Regions from separate parts of the Zea mays genome. Here region 2 is linked to region 1. A link is a contact called in public Hi-C data. All regions are on one chromosome and are shown on one strand. Each heading gives the region's core, a stretch centred on a gene start, on an enhancer-like site or on the middle of the called end of the contact. The rest is flanking DNA. Distances are from core to core; before and after follow the strand shown.

Region 1 (6,602 bases), core at 1,557-4,056:
CTCGGCCTTTTGGCTAAGATAAAGTGTAATGCTTGTTCTTATTTGTTTATTATCTGGTATATATGTTCACTTTGGCTTTAAATTTATTTTTTTAGGTTTTTTTAGAGGTCCACTACACTAGTTAATTAGGCTCTTTCCCATCGCTGCTAGTAAGCATCAAATATGATTGTGTGTCGTCACAACATACTAGCATTGTACTAATAATTGATTGTACTAATAATTGACATTGTGAGACTATTCCCATCATTTTTATAGCTAGACTAATTAATAGATTTGATAATAAAGTGTTGATGAATTATACCTTATTTGTTAGCTGTTCCGTAACTTGGGTTGGGTCTTCGTCCTTCTGGGAAGGTGTCTTATCTGCTGCTGCCGTGGATGTGCTCCCGACATGTGCCTCCGGTTGCTGCTGGTCCTGGACATCGTTGCCCTTGCCCTGCATGGAAGGTTCATTTGTTACCTTGCTTTTTCCCCAGGCCTGTGAGTGATCTTTCTTCTTGGTTTGTGTCTGTGACTCATCTTTCTTCCTGGCCTTGGCCTGTGTCTGTGACTCATCCGCCATGTGCATCTGTTGCAGCACGTGGCGATTGCCTGCTGTCAGGCAAAGGATGTTGGAATTGGGTTGCAGGTCCTCCGGGCTGCCCTTGTCGTCCAGCTCGGCGAAGCGACAACCTCTCGCCATGCGCTTCAGCATCCAGTGCACCAGGGGGTTCACCTGGCAGCCATGGATCACCTTGCTGCACCAGTTCTTCATCGGCACTAGGAAGCCATGATCAGAAAGCATGATGAAGATGCTTTCGGCGTCATCTCTGCTGTCAGCAGCGTCTGCGCCTTTACCCTGCAGCGCCGGCGAATCACTTGTTTCGCCACCGCCAGAAAGAGCCCGCGCTGGATCACTCCGGTGCCGGAGGTTGAACTCCGCGACCCACCAATAGATCATGATCTGCTTCTTGACCTCGGAGGCGAGCTCGAAGATGGAGAAGGTGAGGAGGCACTTCTGACTCACGCCGCTCAGCTGCTTGTTGTACTCTGTCAAAAGAAGCCTTGTGAAAGTTTCCTCGAGGATGTGCTCCAGGCGCACTTCCTCTCGTGGCCAATTCCGATGCTGCGGCTTCTTTTCCTCCGGCGCCGACGCTCGCTTGGCCTCGCTGTCTTCCTCCCCACCCGGACCAGAAGCCGTTCCTGGCTTCCTATCCTGGGATTGGGAGCGGTGCTTGTTGTACAAGGACATGAGGAGCTGAACCAGCTTGATCGCCTTCTGGAGCTTCTTCCGCATAGGGCGCTCCCCTTCCAGCTGTGGTATAGCCTTCCCCACTTGGATTTCATCACGGCGGCCCTTGCCCATTTCGCCGTCGTCCTTCAACTTCCGTGCAGCGCCATCGCTGTACTTCCGGCTCGGTTTCTTCTTCGCCGCTGGCTTCTGCTCTTCCTGCTCTGCTGACGCCGGCTTCTTGTCTTCCGGCGCCGACTCTAGCCTGGCCTCGCTGTCTTCCTCACCACCTGGATCGGAAGCCGTGTCTGGCTTCTTCTCCTGGGATTGGGAGCGGTGCTTGTTGTACAAGGACATGAGGAGCTGAACCAACCTGATCGCCTTCTGGAGCTTCTTTCGCATAGGTCGCTCCCCTTCCAGCTGTGGTGTCGCCTTCCCCACTTGGGTTTCAATTTCAACACGGCCGCCCTTGCTCCTTTCGCCGTCTTCCATCTCCCTCCTTGGAGCGCCAGAGCTGTATTTCCGGCTCGGCTTCTTCTTCGCCGCTGGCTTCTGTTCTTCCTGCCCTGACACCGGCTTCTTGACGTCCACCGCCGCCGTCTTCATCTCGCCTTCGGTCTTCCCCACTTCAGGCTTGGATGGAACAAGTACAGGGCTACCGCTGTCCTTGTGGGGCGGCGGCATCTCCCCTGTCGTAGGCTTCGTGTCCTCCAGCCCTGACACCGGCTGCTTGTCGCTCGGCGGTGTCGGCATCTTCGTCTCTCCGCTTTTGGGGCGGAGAAATAACAAGCCCACGACGGCGCGGAGCCATCGCCACCGACGACTCGCAGGCTTCTCTAGTCCTTCGTCCCCACTTGCCTTTGACGCGTCCTTCTCCTCCTCGTGGACCGAGGAGGCTAGTTCCGGAGCACCGCCTTCTTGCTTCTCCGGCGGCGGTGTGGCCTTCGCCGCACTCTCTTGCGCCGGTGTCTCAGCTGGCGAAGGCAATGCGGCAACTTCCTGTGTCGTGGTTTGCTCAACAGCGCCCAAATTTACAGTCTCTTTCAGTTGCGGCCTCCGCGCCGCGGTGGGCTTCTCTTCTCCTTCGTCCCCCCTTGCCTTTGACGCGTCCTTCTCCTCCTCGTGGACTGAGGAGGCTAGTTCTGGAACAGGGCTTTCTTGCTTCTGCGGCGGCAGTGTGGGCTGCGCCGCACTCTCTTGCACCGGTGTCTCAGCTGGCGACGGCAATGCGGCAACTTCCTGTGGCATGGTTGCGACATGTGGCTGACCGTCTGCCTCTGTCGTGGTTTGCTCCGGCTCGCCAACCGCACAATGGGCCGACTCCGCTTTAGGCTGAGCGGAGTCGTGGGTGGCAGCATCGCCGGCGGCGGTTTCAGTGTCTTGTGAGGCTGAAAATTGCGTGACAGTATGGTCGGGCACATCGTGAGCTATTTCCTGCAGCCGTGGCGGGGGTGGAGCAGTAGGTCCTTCGCCAGGATCCGCCATGGCTGTCTCTGTCTCGAGGCTGGAGGCGGAGATGAGGTTTGAGGCCATGATGGGGACAGGCAAGGCAAGGCAACTGGGAGCAAGAGCAAGACGACGCTCACGCCGGATTTATAGTCGACGCCCGCAATTCATAGCTTACTCGGGTGTGTCACGTGTCATTTACTCAGTTCGCCTGATACCTTGCTCATCCTTGTTCTCCGTCTCGACATGCACGCTCCTGCAAGCCAAGGATGCTCCAATTGTTTCTGTGCTGCAGTTCCACTTTGCATCTATCTATCTTACCATTCCGAAACTGGTGAAGCAGCTGAAGTGTATATTTAATGAATTTATATCACATACTGCAGTTCACAATATAACAGTGCTCTGTCTCCAGGATCTTACCTGCAGCCCATAGCGAGAGCAGAAAGTCGGCAGGCTTCGTGAGAGCATTCAGATTTCAGATTCACTGAGAGCGATCTGAATTCAGATGTTTTGTCACGTTTGTTTGGTTTTTTTTTTTTTTACCCCTTGATACACCATATGTAGGCAGCTGAGAGTCATGGAATCGGAAACGACGGTTGCTTGCAGTTGCAGCCGGTATGTGTTCCTCAGAATCTTGCAGATAATAGCTCATTGAAGTGTTGTGCAAGCTTAGAACAAATCCCTCAACTCCAGCTCCTGCCTTTGAAACCTGCAAAGCAAGAATCAGATCCTGTCATCAGTGCACAACGTACACTCATGTAGGGCAACCAAACCATATATACGACGAAAGACATCTCAACCCACAAGTAGGTTAAAAAGTAACGGTAAGCTGTCATGATTCATGAACCATATTCGGATTAAGTAAGCGTGATCAACTGAGGGTCCGTTCGTTTGTCTAGCATTAGACCAAGATTCATTCTAATTTATCAGAACTTACATAATTTAAAGAAACAATCCGGCCAGAAATTATTTCGGGCCTCCAATCCGTAAAAAACGAAAAGGGCATGAGGGAAGTTGCTGGGCCGGCCATTTTACTCGCAGTTTTTCATGCAGCGAAAATCCTGCACCGGGATCTGGATAGTTAACCGCAGCATCACGACAAAACAAAGCGTATCAAGGTCTCTCTTTTCTTCCACTGGCGATTCCAAGCCTCCAAGGAACATAAATGCAGTTGTGTTTGTTTGTGATGATGGCTTGAGGGATTAGCAAACCGGTGGAGTGTTGCTTTTCAGCGTCCAAACAGAACAACCACTTTAAGCACCGATCGTGTTTGCAGCGTGCAGCATCAGAACAATGAATCATTTTCCTCTTTGGTACCGCTGTGAAGACTCCTACATTTGATTCCACACTCGGAATTCTAGCTATTTCTCACTCTCAAGCCTGGTTCGGTTGTTCTAGAAATCAAAGGGACTAAAAGAGACTAGAAAGGGTTGAGCGCTTGTTCGGTAGACAGGAAAATGAAGGGGATTCGAAAAGCTAAAATCCTCTCAAATAAATGTGTTTGTAGCTACCACTACACCACATGTGTGTTTATATCTACATCTATTATAGTAAAAACATATAATACATCTCTCCCGAAGCCCACCTGCTACCCTTGCACAATGTGTAGTAGTAGATAAGTATCACTGAGATTATTAAATTATATTTTTGGATTGAGGGAGTAGTATTTAAAGAAGAGCCTTGCATGCAATTTCTTTTGTTTGAATAATGTTTTCAACTTAAATACTTTTTTTGCATGTGTAACATTTATTCTCCATAATATTTTTCCATGAATCTAACTTATAAATCATTTTCATAAACCAATGCCAAAGATGAATCCATGTTTCTTACTTGGAAACCCCGAACAAACACCACTAGCACGAGGCGCTCGCGTTGGCGTCGCTCACCGACGACGAGAAGAAACTTGGTGACTGCCAGTTCGAACTCTGGAAGCAGTCCTACATGACCCATGCGCCGCTGTGTACGGCAAGCTCCGGCGCAGCCGCCGCTTGGACGTGGTCCAGAGCGGCTGCACCGCGCTGTCCATCGTCAAACATGAGGACCTCATGGTCGTCGCCAATGTCGACGACTCTCGGGTTGTTCTAGGCATCGCAACCTACGACGACGCCATCACGCCGTCTAGCTCATCATCCACCTGAAGCCTAACCTGCCACGTAAGTCGCTACTGACCGACCATGAATTCTTGTGCGCTGGAATGATGACCATTGTTGTTGTTGTGTGAGTGTCCTCGAACAAGATGTATGTAGAGGAGTAGCACATCCGGTGGTGCAACGACCAGGTGTACTACCTCGCTGATGAGCCCGGGGTGCACTTCATTTGGCAGCCCAGCCAAGAGTGGTCGGTACTCACCATATCACGCGCGTTCGACGACTATTATATCAAGGATTGTGGCGTCATCTCGACACCGGAGGTGAGCAGAGGTGGACCGACAACAATGACCACTCGTCGGGGTACCTTTTGTGCCGGCCTGCCTTTAATTCTCTTCGCAAACACACACTTGCATTTTTTGTTTAAGCAAGTGTGTATGGTGGTGCGTGCCTGATGACTAACGATGTACGACGGAACTTCTACCGGCAGGTGTGGCACGTGCTCTCCAATAATGAGACCATGCAAATCATGACATATATCGAAGTCTGCATGATACTGATGGTTGCAATGTATTAGTGAAACAATTAAATTAAAATAACAAAATTTATGTATGGCTAGGATCACAAATGGATTATGAAATATTTTCTTATAACAATATAAGACACATTTTGTATATAAGTTATCATGGTATTATATATTCCCGTTGCAACGCACGGGTACTGACCTAGTTCAATTTTGAAAAGTAGAAAGGTTTTACACCTCCAATCCTATCCTCCCGAACATGCCGTGAGGGGGATTTTGATAGACTTGTTGGGGATTTATTCCCTTCTAATCTCCTTGGTTCTGTGATCAAACGAATAGTTAATTAGTTTTTTTAGGTATTTAAGTGTTAGTTTGAAAACTCCATTTTTATAAGAAATTCCTATTTTTCAAAGGAAAAATGAATTAATTTTGCTTGGAAAAATAAAAGTCATTTGAAAAAATGGGGTTTCTAAACTAGCCCTAAGAAAAAGAATCTGCAACTACATCAAAACAGATCTGCACTAAGAGGTCCATTGTGACCAAGTTTAGATCTCTTACTGGTTTTAAAATTTCTATTTGGTTTGAAACTTTCAATTTTGATGTATTTACTTTGGACAAGAAGCACAATGGTCTTCTGAAGATTTGCAGCTGCAGCTAACATGTGTTATTTTAGTGGAGACATTTTTTCCCTAAAAATCCAATCTAGCTAGAGAATGCCAAACAATTACTTTAATCCCCTGATGCATTAGTTCAGTTCCCATGAGCAACAATATTTGAACTTACCGATGTTTTGTTTGTCTTTTTTTAAAAAAAATTGTATCCAACTAATGGCTGACGTGTTGTTGTACTGCTACTGGCTGAGGTGTTGCTATTTTGATATCGATTTTCTATGGTCTGTTTGCATCCAATTTGATCGTGAGCAGATATAATGGGCTAACATAACTGCTTAATCTTTACCGTCCAAGCACTTCAAATTTCTGGACAGGGTCAGGGAAGTGCATTAACAAAGGTCAGGGTGGCCTTGGAACTTGTAAGGTGTGTTTCGTTTGGTTTTTGACTTTAGCTTTTGCCCCCTAAAAGCCAAAAGCAAAACTAAAGGGATGGATCTAGAAATCAGTTTTTTTCTAAAAGCTGACTTTCTCGCGGTGCAAAACTGAAAGCATTACTGGACCTACTTTTAGTGACTTTCGGATGAAACTGTGAAAACATATATCGAAGAATTTTTAACTGCTTTTAGTGGTTTCCACAAACGATTTTTAGCTTTTTAATAGCTCACAGCCCACAACATCTTTTTTCACAGCTCACAGCCCACAGCAACTTTTTTCACAGTCACAGC
Region 2 (6,602 bases), core at 1,410-3,909, 170 kb before region 1:
TCATCTATTGCTGCTTTACTCTGATTACTCTTACCTTTTCTCGTCTACAGACCAAAGTGGATTTCACACTTTGAAATCCTGTACCTAAAGTGACTATTAGGAATAGGAAACCTAATTCTAGGAACCGAATCAAAACTATTTTTGGTAAAAAAATTGTATGCATGAGTGTTTTTCCTTATAATACTGCTTTATTCGATTCTTTGATTGAGTGTGATGAGTTGTGGAGTAATATCCACAATTGCATCTGCATCGAAGCAAATAAAAAAAGTTAATATGTTTATAAGATAACTAATCCGCTCAGATTATCGCCCATTAAAATATATCTATCTTAATAGATCCATCTTATCTTAAAAGATTCTCTCTTATTTTAATAAATTCATCTTATCTTGAAGGATTCATATTATCCTAACCACTGTACTTATCCCACCATGATCATGATCTAACGCAAATTAATTAAATCTTATCTAGTCTGAGCTAGTCATACCAATCTAACCTAGATCTGATCTAAAGTGATAGATTAACCAAACCTTACGAAGGCTAACCTTAAGTTGAGCTAATCTAATGTAAGTTACTTAACAGGAAGGTTAATACTGATGAAATAGATTAGACTCTACTCCTATAAAACATGTTCACCCTGCACTAAATTAAGAACGACAGACCAACTCGGCCATATACAACAACTTGACCTACATAATACGTTACATAACTTATCCAACCAATCTAGAAGCAAACAACCAAACTAAATCGGACTAATCCCATTTAACTCTTAGCCACCTACTAAACTAGTGGCTCTACCTATTTGTCACCTACAAATCTGTCTTAACCACATGTTCCTATCCTGGAAGAAAGACACCAAGGTCTGAAAAAAGAGCTCAACCTTGACAAGGAAGGAGATGAATCAAATCCAACTTCAAGAGGAATCAAGATCCACAGTTCAGGATGAAGTCTCTTCTTATTATCCTTCCTTGCCCCGTCCTATACTTGACATAACCTTACCTCATCTGACCTAATAGAGGACTAGACATACTATGTCCATATGTTCCTAATAACTAGTATTTAAGAACTTGGAACAAAACTTTTGGTTCCTAAACCATATGTGAAACTAAATTTTAAACCAAACTTGTTACATCCCTTTTCTTATTAATCTCGAGGACGAGATTATTTTAAAGGGGGTAGAATTTGTAACGCCTCAAAATCATATTTTGGGTAATCTGATGAAATCTTTCAATAATTTAAATTAAAATGACTTTCAATCAGAACTTTGTTCCCTTTTGAATTATATCTACTAAACCAAATATGGTTCCTAATAAACAAAAGTATCCATATATGATTTTAGTTATTCCTTTATTGGAAAATATACTTATAAGTACTATTAAAAAGGATTTAATTTAAATCATACCCTGACACAGACAATACCTTAGAAATTAATTTTCTGAAAATAACTATTTATGTGTAAAGTGCATATCTAGAAGCATGTACTTAAATAGAGAAATGAATTAATAATGATATATATATATATGTATATATATGTATATTGGCATCCATGCTGGATTTTGATTGAGCATTAAATTTGAACTGAAAACCCAAAACCCACATTTGAAATTGGAACCAAATTGAATTTGGCAATGAAATAAGAAAATAGGAAAAAGAAAAAGAGAACCACTCATATAGGACCGACTTCCCGTGCCCTCGGCCCATCTTCACTATTTCCAGCGCTGGCCCTGCTGTGCCGTTTCCTTGGATCCGATAGGTGGGACCCGCTTAATAGCCTCAAGTGATTTTGTCGCGCCCCTAACGCCGACGTGGGGGCCCCGCCAGCCAGTGGCACCATGCGTGGAATTGTTTCCCTTCGCTGACTCCGTGGCCCACACGCCAACACACTCACCCACGCCCACGCCAGCTCTTCAGCGCGCGGGGGCACTGTCGCGTGGGACCATCTAGTCAGACACATCTCCCACCCAAGCTCCGTAATAGAGGCACCGAACTCGCTGCTGGGACTCTGGTCCTGATCCCGCGATCCGCGCATACTCGGAATTCACCGCTAGAAGTATAAATCTAGGGGCCGATGAACCCCCCTCCTTCCATGCCTGGTCGTGAGTTGAGCGCTTCATCACCGGATGCAAGAAACCATCCGCCGTTCCATGTGCGCGTAGAGAGTAATTGAGGGAGCTGCCACGGACGGAGTATGGCATCGACTTCGGGGTGATCGTTCGCCACTCGTGTGCGCTTCGGGCGTTCAGGACTCGAACGAGCATGAGGTTCGAGCTAGGTGCTCGGGGTCTTCGATGGTGATCGCGGGGCGCCGCGGTCCACACCGTGCGGGTGCCAGGATTGCCTCGGCGAGAATCACGGTTAGGGCACCCTGATTTGTTTCGCTGTCTCTCTGGCGTGGTGTAGAATCGGTTGTTCGTGTGTTTGGGGTGCGGGGTCCTGGGTTGGCCTACGCCGCGACTGACATCGCTCGCGCCGCCGCGCTTGTGCCTTGTGCGTCAGGAGGATGAGGGCGAGATGTGTGCCATTGCTCGCTTGTTGGACGGTGGAGATTAGATATCTGGTTGTCGCATTGAAGCTGAGATCTTGGCCATCCATCTAGAGTTCAACGGAGTAGATTAGATCGCATTAAATAAAATCTGGGTCGTCGACCGCTCGTTGGGCAGCTCGGATTTCATACCGATTCGGGTGAGATTCAATCTAATCTAGGCCATCAAAAACAGATCGTGCGGCCAGGATGCGAGGGTACCTCTTCGGCCGGGTATTTTCTATAAAGAGTCCCTCGAGTTCGGAATAATCTACCCGCAGTCCGGTTCTTGTCAAAGACCATTACAGCAAGGTCCTAAAACTTACAAAATAGACCCTGGATTTCAATGAAATAGTGGCCGCAGTCTAATAGCCGTGTATGATTATAAATTTAATATGAGAATTGCTTATTAGGTATGAAAATAAATCTAAGAACCTAAGAAACTCATAAATTCCTCATACTAGCTCCGGTTTGATCCGTTCAAATTGCACTAGATCCATAGTAATTTTGTCTACGTAGTACAACACTGATTTATGCAATATCCCATACTTTTATAAATGGAAAATCATTTAACCTATGTATAGTGGATTAATCTTCCTGATTAAAGCTAAGTATGATATCCTAACTTGGTCCTAATTCAGTTGTAAATTAGAAGGTGGATGAACTATCTATTTCTTAATAAATACCTCCCCACATGAATGACACTAATCAACATAGAATATAGTTTTATTTATTTAAATCGTGAATATCTTACGAAAAGTCGTTCTCGAACCCGCGATCTTGTAGCGAGGCGTAGATCATTATTATGCAATTTGTCTTTATGTTTGGTGTGATGTTAATTTTTCCTATACTATGTTTGTTGGTATTGCTATGACTAACAGTGAGGTCACGACAACCTGAAGATCATCCTGGTATCTGGGAATCTCAAGTCTAAGGCAAGTTGTGCCTTTAACCACTTTTATTTACCCAATAATGTTCTCTATAATCATTTTGGCATGCATAGGTTTAATTTTGATGGGACCCAATAGGTCACCCTAGTTTGGTCATCTTTACACCTTATTTACCCTTGAACTTTTGGGTAGTCTTTCCTATTGCTATATATGGTTTTGGGTGTTGAGATAACTATTACACATGGTCATTCCTTATTATTATTGTTCATGATAAGACTATTATGTTAATTGGAACATGGAGCTTAACTTGAGAAACATGTGCCACCACAAGGGTGGAATGGGACGCTCTTGGCTAACTAATTAGGAAAGCTAGTGAAGGACTACCTTACCCGAAAGGGGCAAGGGCAGTAGAGGAGTTGGCGTGTAGGGAGGTTCTTGGGTTGATTTTGCTGCGATGGTGGTCAGACAGGGGATTTGTGCATTGCGCTACCTAGAAACTGTAGCGGGTTTTCTGAAGCTAGTGAAACTTTGTAAAGGCCTCATAGTGTTACCCTGCTTCATCCTTGTAGTGTTACCCTGCTTCGTCTCCTCGGTAGAGATGAATGGGACTTCTAGACCCTTTAGCAACCGGGTGACATGACTTGTGGGTAAAGGGTGCAGCCTCTGTAGAGTGTAAAACTAGTATACTAGCCGTGCTCACGGTCATGAGCAGCTTAGGACTCCCGCATGATTAATGTATGGAATTAAATTCAATTTGTCATTTGCATCGCATTGTGGTTTATTATTAATTTTGATCTATTATTACTCTGGTTTGGTATCTACTTATACTTAGTAATTGCTAATAAAATTTTGACCAACTTTAAAAGCAATGCTCAGCTTTAACCATCCTCTTTGGTATGCCTTACACTTCACATGAGCTCCTACCTTTGGCGAGTTCATGCACATTATTCCTCACAACTTGTTGAGCGATGAACGTATGTGAGCTCACCCTTACTGTCTCACACCCCCACAGGTCAAGAACAGGTACCGCAGGATGAGGCGTATGGAGGATGATGTGATGAGTTCGTGAGAGGTCTAGGTCGTCGTCTCCGAGTCAACTTTGGGTTGCTGTTTCGTTGTCTTCATATGATGTAATTATTTATCTATTTTGTACAGAAATCCGTTATAAATTATTGATGTGACATTTGTTTCTGTACCATGGGTCATCATATGTGTGAGATTTGGTCCCAACACACTTGGTGATTATGTTCGCGCCCGGGTCTTGGTGCCCCGAAACTCAGGTGTGACATAAGGGCGATATCAAACAAAAGCTAAGGCTTGCAATGCGACATAGGAAAAGAGAACGACCAAGAGCGGATGTGTAAGACAACACTCTTGAACTAAAACGAGAGAGGAGGCTTTAAAATGCACGTATAGGATAAGCATCAAGGTAAGGATCGAGGGATAACAAGGGTGAGGGTGACAACGGGCAAACAAACAACAAAAGATGTATTTTAGACAAAACTTGCAAGGTGTAAAAGAAGGGGGAGCAGTCAATGATGAAATAGAGGAGGCATTATCCTCGAACAGGGATGGAAAAGAGGAGGCTTCAAAGGATAGGTTCAAAGTAAGCGTGAAGGTAAGGGTATAGATATTACAAGGGTTTAAAGGTGATAACGAATAAGAATATCGGAGAGGAGATAAATGGGCATAAGAATCAAGGATATGAGTACCAAGAAGGATGGAGTTTAGAAAGGACCTGCAAGTGGAAAAGGAGAGGGTATGTCCAAGGGCTAGATAGATAGATTGCCGCTCTCAAATTGAGGTGGAAGAAAGGATATTTTTGAAGAGTAGGCATAAAGATAAGTATCAAGGTAAGATCGATGGATGTCAAAGGTAATGGGGATAGCAAACAAGAACTCATTAAAGGATGGAATTAAGACGAAGCTTGCAAGGTGGAAAAGAAAGGGAAACAATCAAGGGTCAAATAGTAAGATGGAAAGGAGAAGGCTCCAAAGGCTATGTGGCAGAACCTCCCAAGTTATTGGGCCCACATGCACCTGCCCTTGTCTCAAAGACCTCAGACGGCTATGCATGTGCACCAGATAACTTAACAGGATCTGTCTGAGTGCCCCAAGGACCTCGGATAAACCACTTACAACCAGGACCGCAGGATTAAGTAAACACAAATCACACACACCAACATTTTTGCAGCAGAAATGAAATCTTATTACCAAATTCTACAAGTTACATCAAGTTTTATAATGTACATGATCAGAGTGATTACAAAAGTGATTCAAAGAAATAACTTTGAACTATTATAAATTATTTGTAGTTTTGAAATATATGCTAGCTCAAATGACCATCCTCAATAAGAAGTATAGAAGAGTTACTTAGACTTATAAGAAGGTCGTGCCCACCGGCGCTTAACACCAATCACAATCAAGTGACTCACAACCTGCAGTAACAATGGGAATAAAACCCTAAGTACGCAAGTACTCAGCAAGACTTACCCGACTAAAGAAAAGACTCTCAAGGGTATGCTGGTTTTAAAAGGGATTCAAGGTAAGGCTTATCAAGAATCAAGGATTCTGTTTGCAGAAAAGCTTACTATGAGTGGATCCTTAAAAATCCATTTTTACTTGTCAGGTTAAGTAAAGTTACCTGCATCTAGAGTTCTTTCTACCCTAGTTCAAGCACTTGGCCTATACTAGCCGTCTTTTTATCATCCCTTCAGTTCACTGGATTGCTACGTGTAGGGCAGTGACCAAGTCGTCATGTCCGAGAAGTAACGGCGATCTGAATCGATTAATACCCAGCTGGGGATCTCCAACCACACGACATATGTAGCACTTAACCCTTGCATATGTCAACTCGCCACCGGGTTTCTTAAGACCAGACTGGGTTCACGCCAACCGAGAGCACAGATACACCACCGCCCAGCCTCTTGCCATGGAGGGACAGGAGGGTACACGCTACTCTCGCCATCTCTCCACTCCCATTGTGTGTTGGCCTTTCTGGTATTAGTCCGCCCGAGGCAAAGCTTACCCATGATGAGGCATGTGGCCAGTTAAAAGGTCCTCAATCAGCAAGCCTACATCGGTACGGTCCTTAATCGACTCATACGGAGACACTACACCGAGACTTCCTTCTCGTGTAAGTCACCCGTCCGGTCTCGTTTTAATCATTTAAACCCCAAAGTTTGGTACCTGACA

The links. A called contact is a pair of places that touch in the nucleus more often than the background predicts.
Region 2: a Hi-C map of endosperm shows a contact between it and region 1, with 2.0 times the contacts expected there. The contact joins the enhancer-like site here to the promoter of LOC103653616 in region 1. A contact is called at or near these places in 2 of 25 Hi-C or Micro-C datasets (endosperm and tassel).

What each region holds. Positions count from the first base shown.
Region 1 is chr4:119,010,967-119,017,568 of Zm-B73-REFERENCE-NAM-5.0, reverse strand. LOC103653616 reads right to left here and starts at 2,806. Exons shown (of 4, transcript XM_008680466.4): 1 at 302-2,806. The coding sequence starts at 2,743. It overlaps LOC118476938 (a long non-coding RNA gene), which reads left to right and starts at 383. Exons shown (of 3, transcript XR_004857797.1): 1 at 383-480; 2 at 578-983; 3 at 3,069-3,504. It also overlaps the pseudogene LOC111591488.
Region 2 is chr4:119,182,173-119,188,774 of Zm-B73-REFERENCE-NAM-5.0, reverse strand. No RefSeq gene overlaps it. Among protein-coding and RNA genes, the nearest start is that of LOC100279916, 120 kb to the right of the region's middle. Within about 2 kb of position 2,659, at least 18 of the 20 cell types and tissues checked have an H3K27ac peak or open chromatin away from gene starts, as enhancers often do. A contact at or near this core is called in endosperm and tassel, where this site is marked.